Linked DNA regions of Oncorhynchus mykiss: region 1 is linked to region 2. Evidence: chromatin contacts called from public Hi-C data. All regions are on one chromosome and are shown on one strand. The core of a region is the stretch at or near the end of the contact, and the rest is flanking DNA. Distances in the headings are between cores, read along the strand shown.

Region 1 (3,366 bases), core at 583-3,082, 210 kb after region 2:
GAGGCATGTTTGATCAACATAACCCATTTCTATCTGACCGTTCCATAACATTATGCCCTGCTGAATGCACCCCATAGCACTGGGTTGGTTTAGATTGTCATACAATGATTTGGAGATTTGTGCACCACCTTGAGGTTAGCTGGGTGTGTATCTCTGTGAGTGGGTGTGCAGTCAGATTTGAGCTGTGTGTTTAAGCTGTAAAGTATATCATGAACATGAAGGAGTTCCTTTGTGAGGAAGGACAATTGGGCAACTAAGGAATGTGTAACACACACACACTCCAGAGGTTGGTGATACAACCAAGCACTATCAGTAGTTCACACCATGATGTGAACAAGAGGTTATAAACTGATTATAAAGCTATAAAGAGTAGGGACAGGCCAGGGAGGAGGATACTGACCTGTGAAGGAACGTCGCTTAGTCTGGAGTTCGGTGGCTACGCGGACGTTGGTACACAGGTTGAGCATGATCAACATGGTGGCTATCATGACAATGCTCTGCCACAGGAGTGGCGTCTCAAAGTAGCGCCCAAACCTGGAAAGAGGAGACAGGGAGTAGTCAGGGCACAGGCTCCAGGGTGGCAATACTATTCTGCATGGAGACAATAGGCTTCTGTTGGAACCAAACAAAAACTGTGCTATGCAAACCAATACAAGGATTCCCGTGAGAGGCAGTATCATTTTCAAACACTGTAAAATCTGAAGGGCCAAATAGTTGAAGTCTGTTTGTTCTTCAAATGCACTTAGGCTACAGCCTTCACATGCATCAATGCACATTTAAATAACCTGAAACCTCAAGATTACTGCACCTATGGCAAAACTTACCTGAACAGTATACGTAGAATGTTGGCCACCAGTAGGACTAGGCAGACATAGGTGGAGAATCCCTCTGCATTCTGTGTCCGTCTGATGTCCCTGTACTGGGGGATGTAAGGCACCACTCCACCAAACACCATAGCCCCCGCAGCGATCCATGCCACCAGTTGGTTCAGGACATACATGAGCTGCTCAAACATCTCATCTTCCATGTTCTCTATCGGTTATCTAGTCTACCAGGGCACACAGCAAATCATGGGAAGTCCCAAAGGGGCTGCGCAAAGTTCTAGTGAGCTGCACTTGCCTTTCAATAATGTGGTGCAGCCTAGTCAGAGAATGGGAATAGACCAGTGCCTTCGTATGCTTATTGACAGTCAACTATTGGATCAATAACCAATGAAGGGGACAGAATTATGTGTTCCTGCCATAGAAAAAAAGTTCCTTCTTTCAAACCGGATGTAAAGCAGAAATAACTATGTCCATCAATGATGTTCTATTGAACTGTTTACAGTAGACTCCAGAGGTTCTACCTTAGCAGAAATCCCGAGTTGCGGCGCCTCTGTTTCATACTACTGTAACTATATGAGATGTACAATGTAACAAGTTGAATGTTAGGCTACAATTGAGAACATCAACAGTCCGCCAGATAAATCTAGCTCGTCGGTCGACCAATCAAATTAATGCAATATTATTCAATAACAGTTTCAATTTACTGAATTTTTCGCGATTTGTAAAGAAAACTAAAATAGTCAACCCACGAAATGTGCTTTCCAGTTGTCCCCAGTCTAATCGAAGCGACTCAAATCCCCAGTCTTCCGGATGGGTTTGTAGTTACAACTGGACAGCAGCATAAATCTGTGCGTCACATGATTGTCATTTACAAAACAAATCCCGTTTGTCTGAAAAATATAATTCCAGCAAAAATCGAAAGAGCGTGAATTTACCGGAAAGTGCAAAAAAGCCTACGTCCACTGCTCTCTCCCCGCCACACAAACAGAAAGCTAGAGCAGCACTTCCTTCTACGTCAAAATCGTCGCTCCCTGCTTTGGCAACATCTGAGTTTGGCTGCATGGTCCTAGACAGAATCAGGTTTAAAGGGGGCATCAACCACTTAGTGTATTTATGTATATCCTATTGTACTTGTTCTATTTTGAGACATTGAACATAGGCCTATATATGTGTTTTTGTATTTTTATTTTATTCCATCATTATCATGATGAACAGTTGACATTCTGAGAATAAGGGATGATTGCAGTGAGTCCGGATTAAAACATTTTGCCGAGGTTACATAATCGTGATGACTGTAATCTGTTTGTCAGAAAACAACGTTCCAAATGGATGGTCTCTTACATAAAGAAATGGCATGGAGAGTCCCAAAGGATCTGATACCCATTGAGTTCAGTTCAACACAGAAAGGTGCATCATGGGTTAACTAGGTGTCAATGAGGGAAACGCCTACAGCTCAAAGCTAGAACATCTCGGGAAAAGTCAGAAAATTCAGCAACAGAAACTAATTGGAGTTTTAAATTATACAAACAGTAGCAGACATGTCGTGAAACAGTAAGTTCAGCCTACCGTTCTGTAGTCCATTCTTATAAAACTTAGTTTAAATTTGACTACCATTCGGTGCTATTTAACCACGCCTATTAGGATTACACAATGCCTTAAAAGTGTCTAAATTATACATGTCTTTCGTCTAAAAACATCTGATTGATCTGATTGTTAGCCTACTTAATGATTTATGAAAAAGGTATACACTATAGTTTTTATGGAGGCTACACACACTCTTTAGTAAAGTTCTCCGAAAGTATTGTTTCACACCCACTTTTGCATTTCAGTTGAAACTGTTGCCAAGAACGACCCGCAGCGTCAGGGACGCACAGCTTCAAAGACAAATCCCATTGATTTTGAAACGACAGCTGAATCAGGATGACGGAATCCAACTCAAAAGCTGCAAAAGAATTGACAGAAATTGTACGTTTATTTTCTGTATAGCTTTTTTCTTACGCTGATGGTAACATTGGTATCTGAGAAATAATCGTTTGTGTTGTCTCTCCCACAGATGGAAGCGACTATGCAGAATCTTCACAGTAAATTTCAAAGCATGTCTGACCAGATTGTTTCAAAAAATATCCTTTATCACACCCTACTATTAGCAACCGTTTTATTGAATTGAAGCTGCTATTGAAGAACGGTATCTAATAGCTACCAGTTGAGATTATAAACAGAAATCACGTATTCAAGCCAGACCAAATCTCAAAATTGCAGCTATTTTTTTAATCAGATTAAAAAGGCTTTATATGAAAGTCCTAATCTAGTGGATTTGAGAATAAAATATGAATTTAATTTATTTGCTCTATAAATAAATGTTTAATGTACAACCTAGACACAGTGTATAACTACATATATTTCAAGACTGCCCTTAACCAACCCACTGGATGACATGGGGACTCGAATTGATGACCTGGAGAAGAATGTTGCCGACCTCATGACCCAGGCTGGTATGGATGAGCAGCAGACTCCTAAGTGACCAAGCCATCAGGTTAACACA
Region 2 (3,063 bases), core at 448-2,947:
GAAAAACAAACTGCATTTTACCATGTTAACTTGAATAACATGGGAGACTGGTGTTGGGGACTCTGCATCAAGGCCACTCTCCATAGGCCAGAACAGGCTGTTGTTTTCCTTAACCATCTAGCACAGGACAAACTGTTTCCAGAGTAGTAGATTTATAGATAGATCCTTTCTATGTCAGGTCACTGACCACGTGCGCACACACACGATTACTCATGCTACCCTGTTTCCCATGGCATTGAATAAAACACGTGACAACTTATAAGTAATGGAGGGTAAACTACGACCTCAAAATTAGGGACATCACACGAGCTCTTGATCTCGTTTAGCGAGTTTGTACGTCGACCTCTGATTTTAGTATGGAGGTTATACATTGCATTGCTTTAGGTTCTACATTGCATCAAATGTCCAAGCGCATTTCCTGTGTGTTAGAGAGTAACGTTAGTTATTGGAACTAGACCAACCCTTGCTAGTGGTATATGTAAATAAAAGTGTAACGTTAGCAATATACTGTGCAACGTTAACATACAAAGCGCACACATACATTTAACCTAGTCATTTATGACATTTAATCCATACATGCATAAACTGTTAAATGTCAGGTGTTGATTTAGAAGGTATGTACAGGCATATTTTAATTTGGTGTAGCTATTTATGTTACTATAGTATAACTAGTTAGCCTAACGTTACCAAGCAAGGAAAAGATAACATTTTTAAAAACCAGTTCAACTCACTGCTTTGAAGGTCTCCCACGCCATGTTCAGCCTATACACTCACTGTGCTCTCTTTTCACTAATATGTAGTTTTTAAAAATGTAATTGTAAAAAAAAAAAAAAAAAAAGTATAGCCTCTATTCGATTGTAACTGCCTCCTCCCGTTTCAGATCGTACTTGATTTCCCGAACTGGCTACAAATGATTTAAGGACACATTGCGCACGAAATTGATCACGTGACAAATGGTCCGAATGTGACCGAAGATTCTCCAGTGAAAAGATTCTTCACTTGACTCGCATCAAAATGAATCAACCCAAGCATACTTTAAAATGACTTTTTGAGTTTAAATCACAAATGTACAGAATAATGCATGTATTTTTGTGGTTGAATCAGAAATGGACGTTGTAAAAAAATATTCATTTATGTGGCTAATTACATAACATGTATCAGAAACGATTCAAGTGTGCAATCTCTGCACAACCTTGTTTACAGTCAGGTTTACGGTATTAGATGGTATGCATATGGTCTGTAGAATTTAAACAATGTTGTTTTCGATGATAACGGCAAAATACAGGCATAGCCTGAATAATATGTATTATAACTGTTTACATTAACATCAACGTGGGAATCACTGTGATCAGCCCCTTATTAGTGTGACTTTAGGTCAGTGGTAGCAACTCTACTAATCAGGAGGAGCAGATGCATGATTTATATGTTACATCATCTTACATCATATCAGGTAGAGCATATCAAGGGATATCCCCAGAGCTTTGAAGGGGAAGAAAACAATGTGAGTGGAAAACAGAACAACATGATGTTGCATCTTCCATTTGATTTTTTTAGCATCTTGTTTACATGATACTCTCGACTTCTCTTTGACATGCTATGCATGAACCTCAAACTGGCACGTTTATTTCAACACAAATGGATGCCAAGTGTTCCATTATCAAAGTATTTTAAGTGACTTAAAAGTAGAGAGGTCCTCTGTCATCAGAGCCACCGGAAGCTGCCGGACTGTCGTCGCTGAGGTCTTGTGTTTCCTGTTTACTGGCGGGAAGAGCGAAAGAATCTGGACCATCGGTCTGTTTTCAAAACGCACGTTGCTTTTTAAAATTATTATTAGCGCAGTTTCAATCATTTATGATAAACCGAATTCCACATGATTTGGATACATATATTTGCTTGACCTGTGCTTATAGTTTAAAGGGTTTTGAAGCGCGAAACCGATGGAGGAGCCCGCTGACTCCGTCCGTGGTGGGTCAGCACAGGGCCCCACCGCGCAAGTAGCAGAGATCCGCTGCCCAATGGCAGCGCGTCCTATGCGGCTGCTGGAATGGAAAGTCAAACCAGGGTCCCTCGTCAATGTGGACTCGGTGTTGGGGTTATGTGTTCCCATCCCGCTGGAGAAAGAGCCCGGGTCTCAGCCGCCAGAACAGCCCAAAAGGCTGCCAGAGAAGAAACTGAAATCGGATCGAGCTGGAGTGGTGAAGGACCTATGTTGCCTACTTGGACAAGTCATATCGCCTGGGTGGGTATGCTAGCTAGCTAACGTTAATTTAGCTCATATTGCCTATGTCAGCAATGTTTTTATATTGTGCTCGTGTGTAGTTAACTGTGTTTGCTAACGCATGATGTTGCTCATAGACCACATTCGCAGTAGCATTACTAACTAGCCTAGCTGATGGGTGGTAATGGTAGCTATCTATCCTAACTCAGTGCCTGTGTAGGAGCGTCGAACTCCAAAACAGCTGAAATAATCATGTCAATGGGGCGAGTTCGTTTTGCATGTCCCGGTGCCTTCGTAGTGCGGTGTTTAATAGTAGACCATTCGATTGGTCCTTAAGTCAAATATTCAACCGCCCGGGTCACACGCCAAACGAACTTGCTCCATATTGTAGTATGCACATTACATCATCCACATTGGTATCGAGTCGTCGAATTTGCACGCTCGAGCACTTTTGGTCCAGTTTTTGATGGAACCAGAATTCAGAGAACTTTGTGCTTCAGAAAGCATTTTGGTGTTATGAATTTGGGTAACAAGCCAGACCGTCAATTATATAACCGATAACAACACATTGTGAATATGACACATTGTTCGCATGACATCATTCCTGTACTATTGAAAACAGGAGTGGACTTTCACTGGAAATGGCATCTTTATCCCCCCAGTTTTATAATTGAAACGTGATACAAAACGAGGCAACGGTTTGCTTTAGGACCATGCAGATGCCACCTAGCTGTTGGGTAGGCTGTTTGAGTGTTTAAACTGACTGGATATAAAAAATAAAAACGATGCCCCCCCCCTCCACACTTATAAAACCAAAGTTGTGCCCCTGACTGAAAATGGCCAAA

Evidence for each region. Hi-C and Micro-C count contacts between places; a contact is called where the count stands out from the background.
Region 1: a Hi-C map of liver shows a contact between it and region 2, with 3 times the contacts expected there. The contact joins the promoter of slc66a2 here to the promoter of LOC110488200 in region 2. A contact is called at or near these places in 2 of 3 Hi-C or Micro-C datasets (blood and liver).

Annotation. Positions count from the first base shown.
Region 1 is chr32:28,081,131-28,084,496 of USDA_OmykA_1.1, forward strand. slc66a2 (solute carrier family 66 member 2) reads right to left here and starts at 1,833. Exons shown (of 5, transcript XM_021560319.2): 1 at 825-1,833; 2 at 401-534. The coding sequence starts at 1,027. It overlaps LOC110488207 (heat shock factor-binding protein 1-like protein 1), which reads left to right and starts at 2,225. Exons shown (of 4, transcript XM_021560322.2): 1 at 2,225-2,375; 2 at 2,654-2,789; 3 at 2,878-2,944; 4 at 3,251-3,366. The coding sequence starts at 2,745. The coding sequence ends at 3,345. LOC118946452 (thioredoxin-like protein 4A) reads right to left here. Exons shown (of 4, transcript XM_036970611.1): 4 at 3,166-3,366. It also overlaps a transcript of txn4a not described here.
Region 2 is chr32:27,870,466-27,873,528 of USDA_OmykA_1.1, forward strand. LOC110488200 (RNA polymerase II subunit A C-terminal domain phosphatase) reads left to right here and starts at 1,698. Exons shown (of 13, transcript XM_021560310.2): 1 at 1,698-2,239. The coding sequence starts at 1,938. It overlaps LOC110488201, which reads right to left and starts at 928. Exons shown (of 15, transcript XM_021560313.2): 1 at 732-928. The coding sequence starts at 755.